2 separate regions of the Canis lupus genome follow, and region 2 is linked to region 1. Evidence: chromatin contacts called from public Hi-C data. All regions are on one chromosome and are shown on one strand. The core of a region is the stretch at or near the end of the contact, and the rest is flanking DNA. Distances in the headings are between cores, read along the strand shown. Region 1 overlaps ATXN1 (ataxin-1). Region 2 holds the start of ATXN1 (ataxin-1).

The links. Hi-C and Micro-C count contacts between places; a contact is called where the count stands out from the background.
Region 2: a Hi-C map of blood shows a contact between it and region 1, with 1.8 times the contacts expected there. The contact joins the promoter of ATXN1 here to the enhancer-like site in region 1. A contact is called at or near these places in 2 of 9 Hi-C or Micro-C datasets (amygdala and blood).

The regions. Positions count from the first base shown.
Region 1 is chr35:17,014,062-17,016,761 of UU_Cfam_GSD_1.0, forward strand. All of the region lies in intron 3 of ATXN1 (ataxin-1), which reads right to left. Among named protein-coding and RNA genes, the nearest start is that of ATXN1, 150 kb to the right of the region's middle. Within about 2 kb of position 1,285, at least 12 of the 20 cell types and tissues checked have an H3K27ac peak or open chromatin away from gene starts, as enhancers often do. A contact at or near this core is called in blood, where this site is marked.
Region 2 is chr35:17,162,451-17,165,150 of UU_Cfam_GSD_1.0, forward strand. It overlaps ATXN1 (ataxin-1), which reads right to left and starts at 1,289. Exons shown (of 8, transcript XM_038584226.1): 1 at 1,048-1,289.

The DNA of each region.
Region 1 (2,700 bases), core at 35-2,534:
TTAAAATTACATTGTATTTTTTCATTTTTCTTTTTAAGTCATCTCTACACCCAGTGTGGGGCTCCAAATTCACAACTCCGAGATCGAGTTGCACACTCTACTGATTGAGCCCCTCAGGGGCCCTTAAAAATCACATTTTAGGGACGCCTGGGTGGCTCAGTGGTTGAGCCTTTGGCGCAGGCCGTGATCCTGGGGTCCAGGGATCCGGCCCCACGTTGGGGCTGAGCCTGCTTCTCCCTCTACTTATGTCTCTGCCTCTCTGTCTCTCATAAATAAACTAAATCTTTAAAAAAAGATCACTTTTTATTTATTTAAAGATCTTATTTATTTATTCATGAGAGACACAGAGAGAGAGGCAGAGACACAGGCAGAGGGAGAAGCAGGCCCCGTGCTGCGAGCCCGACGCTGGACTCGATCCCAGGACCTCAGGATCACACCCTGGGCGGAAGGCGGCGCTAAACCGCTGAGGCACCCACTCGGGCTGCCCTAAAAAAAAAAAAAAAAAAAAAAAAAAATCACATTTGTAAAGGATCCCTTGGTAACACCGTTATGTAAAGATGCTATGAAAACACAATCATTTCCCCCAACTACAAAAAACTCTGATTTAAAAGGACTCTGTATTCCGATGTGATGTCACAACTGTGTCTGGCTTTTTATCTCACGACTAGAATACCTTTTCGGGAGAATTACTGCACGCTGTGGTTAAGTGCTTAATGAGGGACTAATTAGTCCTCCTCCCAAGCCCTTAAACTCCGCAGGGAAATGAGGTCAGAGCCCACTTCCAAGCCTACAGCAGCAGATGGAGGAGGTTGCCGCAGCGGCACAGAGGAGCCCCTTTCCCGAGGGGAAGCCCGTATGACGGAGGACCCACCTCCAGCACGGGCTAGGCCCTTCGCGGTCAGGCACCGGGCACTTAAAAGCGAAACATATTTTTTAAGAAAGGCTTGCAAAGGAGCTGTTCCAGGCAGCGGGACCACCCAGCCACGCGTTCCTCCAGGCTCCTCCTCCCCGGGCCTCGCGGCCACGCCCCCGCCCCCTGATTGGCTGCCCGCGCCGAGGGGGCGGGGCCGGGCCGCGGCTGCTCCGCCTCGCCCCCCCCGCCCCTCCCGCCCCCCGCGCGTCCCGGCGCCCGCGCGGGAGCCCGCCTGCCAGTGGCTCCGTCCAGCTCCTCTTTCTCCAACAGGCACGGCGAGCAAATGAGAGGTTATGAACACCTCCAGTGGAAGGAGGCTCTGTAAGGGACCTTCGTCAGCAGCCAGTGTCCCGAGAGTGTAGGACGGATGTGCGCACCCCCGCCCCGCAGCCCTGCTGGGCGTGCAAGGACCGCACCTTCTGCTGGTCACAATTATGACAGCAGGGCAGGAAAAGGTTTCCTCGGGAAGGAGGCCTCTCGTGTTTATCCCCTCATAAACATAAAACTATTCCCAACACAAGGGAAAGTACATTCCTAAATGCAGTGCTGCCAAACCCACGGGGAGAGAGACAAGGCTGGAAGTAAAACCTTTGTGCTCCCCAACCTGATTCAAGTTTTAGTAGGAAGCCAGGAAGGCACACATCTCTGGCCAGCACAGCAGAGAGAAGCAGCTGAGTTCTCCACAGTGCTGGAAACAGAAGCAAGTAGGCCAGGATTAAGTAAAAGCAGTGGAGTCCATCCAGGGTGATGTTTGGATGCACCACTCTGGATGGTGTGCACAGCTTGTCACACCTTGCAGGGGCTGGTTGCCAGTGTAGCATGGTCTTAAGACCACAGCCCTCCAACAACTCCCTGTTCCTGTACCTCTGTAATTAGAATCTTTCCTTTGGCTTAAAGATGATCTTCCTCTTTAAATATGAGAATAACAGGCTACCTTGGAAGTGGAATAAAAAAAAAAAAAAGAACACACACATACACAGAAAGAGAACAGGTTTTGAATCAAAGCTAAATATTAATCTTACTTTTACCACTTTCCAGCTCTGTAACTTTGGGGAAGTTATTTACTAGCTTGACTCTCAAGTCCATCAGCTGTGAAATGAGACAAACACCTGTCTCAGAAAGTTGGTGCAAAGCTCAAGTTCAATTATGTATAGAAAAGTATGTGGCCCAAACCACACACAGAGCAGACATTCGGACACTGGTTTTCCTCTCCTTTTGTACAGAGCAGGTCAGAATAAGGGAGTGAGTTAGAACAGCATGATGACACTGGCTTCTGGATATGGAAATAGTGTGAAAGTCAGTAAAGATGGGGATGGGGGCAGCGGGAAAGCAGGGGACCCCGGGGCCCGGTAACAGACTGTTTCATAAACATGGTGAGGTCAGCTCTGCTCCAGGGCACATGGTAGCTGCAAGTTGACATGTATGTGCAATGCTGACTGGCTGGCAAGAATATAAATGTAGAGACCGGCCTCTGCCAAGGAGCCACACCTCACCCCTCCCAAAGCTCTCCCTTGCTTGGTGTTCTCCTGGGGCGATGAGGTGCTGGAGTGCATCTGAACATCTGTACTAGAGCATCACCTGCAAGGGAATGGAAGCAGATGAAACTTTGACCAGATGGCAGGGGGCAAGCCAGCAGAAGATACCAAGTGCAATTTCCAACTTGCTGAAGCCCAACAATGGCAACCAGATTCTACTGACCCACAGGCCAGGTGAGTGGGGTTGGAGATCTCCCTCCTGAGTTACCAAGGACTGGCCCCACACCAAACTGTGTTGCCAAAGATGGATTT
Region 2 (2,700 bases), core at 39-2,538, 150 kb after region 1:
CTCCTTCCCCTCCTCCTGGCTTCATTCACCCTCCCAGCCGCCGCGCAGCCGCTCACTCCCGGCGCCGCTCCTCCGCTGCCGCCGCGGGCGCTGGCGGGGGCGCCGGCCCGGGCTGGGGCGCTCGCGGGCTCCGGGCTCCGGGCGGCGGCGGCTGCACATGATCAGGAAGCGGCCGCACCAACAGGGCGGCGGTGGCGGCGGCGGCGGCGGCGGCGGCGGCGGCGGCGGCGGAGGAGGAGGAGGAGGAGGAGGAGGCGGCAGGGCCGCCGCCGCCGCCGCTCCAGCCGCGCTCCCGGCACCCGCACGTCGGCTCCCCCCGCGCCCACCCCTCCGCGCCCCCCGCGCTCCCACCGCCCGGCGCCCGGCCGCGCGCAGAGTCCCGGGCCGCAGCCACACGCCGGGCGAGGCCGGCCTCCGCGGGGGACCCCCCGCCCCGGGCTCAGGGGCCGGGCGGCCCTCGCGGGGGGCGGGGGGGAGGCCCGGCCCCCCTCCGGACCCACTGGCTCCGCCGCCCTCCCGGGGGCCCGGGCTGCGCAGGGGGCGGCGGGCGAGAGGGCAGCGCGACCCCCGGCCGCCGCCGCCGCCGCCGCCGCCGCCTCCAGGGAGGGGGACGCGGGTCTCCGCACTCGCGGCCGGCCCGGCAGCCCCGCCGCTCCCCCGCCCGCTCCCGCTCCCGCTCCCGCACCCCCAGCCCGGGCGCGCCCCCTCGCCGGGCGGGCGCCCACCGGCCCGGCAGCCCCCCTGCCGTCAGTCCCTGCGCCCCGAGCGGGGGTGTCGGCCCGGGAGGCTGGAGCGGGAGAAGGCGGTATGTACACACACACACACACACACACACACACACACGACACAGCACGACGCGTCGATTTCCTTCGCTCCTCTTCCAGCTGTTTTCTGTGCCGGCGACTGGGGTTTGGGGTTTGTTTGCTGGTTGTTGCTTTTGCCCCTCTCTGGAGAGCGGGGGTAGGGGCCAATTTTAATCTAGATAAGGGGCGAAGGGGATGGGGGAGGGGGAGGAGAGAATCAGAGGAGAAAAAAATAGCCACTTACTGTAAAGTGTAAATGGATCTGGGGTTGCGTGGGGAAGGGGGGGCAGAGGGAGAGAAACAGTGTCTTGCGGCTGCTGTAGCTCTGGCGGCTGCTCCGCGGGGCTTGTTTTGTGATCCCCCTGCAGTGAAACAGGTCCTGTACGGCTCCGCCACTGTAGTAGAAATGATGTCTGCGGTACACTCTGCTCTCTCCTCCTCCTCCTCCTCCCCGTCCTCCTCCTCCTCCTCCTCGTCCTCCTCCTCCTCCTCCTCGCCCTCCTCCTCCTCCGACCCCCCCGCTCCCCTCCCCTCCCTCCTCCCTCCGCCCGCCCGCCCTCCCTCCCTCGCGCTCTCTCGCGCTCGCTCGCTCGCTCGCTCGCTCCAGTATGTAAATGTGTAATAGAAGCCAAATATGGAGCAGTTGGCTGCCGCCGCCGCAGCTCAAGGATCCGACTTGGGGGTGGGGGGTGGGGGGGTGGCGGGGGGGGCCCCGCGGCGGGCGGCGGGCGGCTCGGAGCAGCGCGAGCGCACGGCGCGGCGGACGGCCCGGCCGGCGCCCTTAACCCTTGGCTGCGCGCGGCCCGGGGAGGCGGCCCCGGGAGGCGGCGCGCGGCCGGCGACCGGCTGGCGAGCGGGGGGCGGGGGGGGCGCCTCCGGCCGGAGGGACGCTTCTTCCAGGTTTGGGAAAGGGGCGGGGAGCTGAAGCGATGAGGTAATTTCAGCGGTGACCGGTCGGTCCTCGCGCGCCTCCCCGGGTCCCTGCACCTAGTTGGAGGGGGACGGGGCGAGGACGGCGGGGTGCAGCTCGCGGCGGCCTGCAGGGCGCTCCGGGGGGTGTCGGGCTCCGGCCCGCAGGCGGAGGGGAGGGGGCGCGAGGGTGATCCCGACGTGCCCTGGGTCCGGGGCGCGCCGAGAATCGTCTAAGGGGGCAGACTCGGATCGCCGCGCGGCGGCTTCAGCCCCTGAACCGGGCCCGCGGGGCTGCGGGGATTGCCTCTGCGTGCGACTCGGGAAAGTTTGCAGGGTCCCCGCGCCCGCATGGGCACCGTCACCTTTCCCGCCTGCCGGAGCGGGTGCCCCCTCCTCCCACCCCCACCCCCCCACCCCCCACCCCCCACCCCGTTTCGCTTTCTGCAGGTCTGGAAATCCGCTCGGTAGCGCCCAGCCCCAGCCTCGGAAGACGACCCGCGCGCTGCTCTCGCGGCTCATTCGGATCATTAATTTAATCGGAAATGAGGTAACCGGTGCAGGAGACACAGAAAGCAAACCGAACGTCAAATGGCAGTTCTCGGGGATCCACGCTGGGGAACTTCCTCCGCGCTCGGCCCCCCGGCGCGGGTCCCCGCGGCCCACCGCCCCGCCCCCTCCGCGCGTGCCGCCGCCAGGTGTTAGCTGGGTGGCGAGGAGCCTGCTGTCGAGGGGTGCACCTTGCCAACAGGTGTGGCACCTGGAGGAAGCGCAGTGACATCCGTGCTGGAGGGAGCTCAGCGCGGCGGGCGGGCGTGCTTGCTGCAGATGATTCTGGAAGACCAGTAGGTGTCGGGGCAGCGTTTGACCTGTTTCAGGTGCTTCGAGCCCGAGTGTCTGGAAACATGATCTCTGCCCATAAGTTTCTCTCTGGAAGCCACCACTCCTGACTGTAAGCTGTATGGGGAGAAACCTTTGGCTGAGTTTA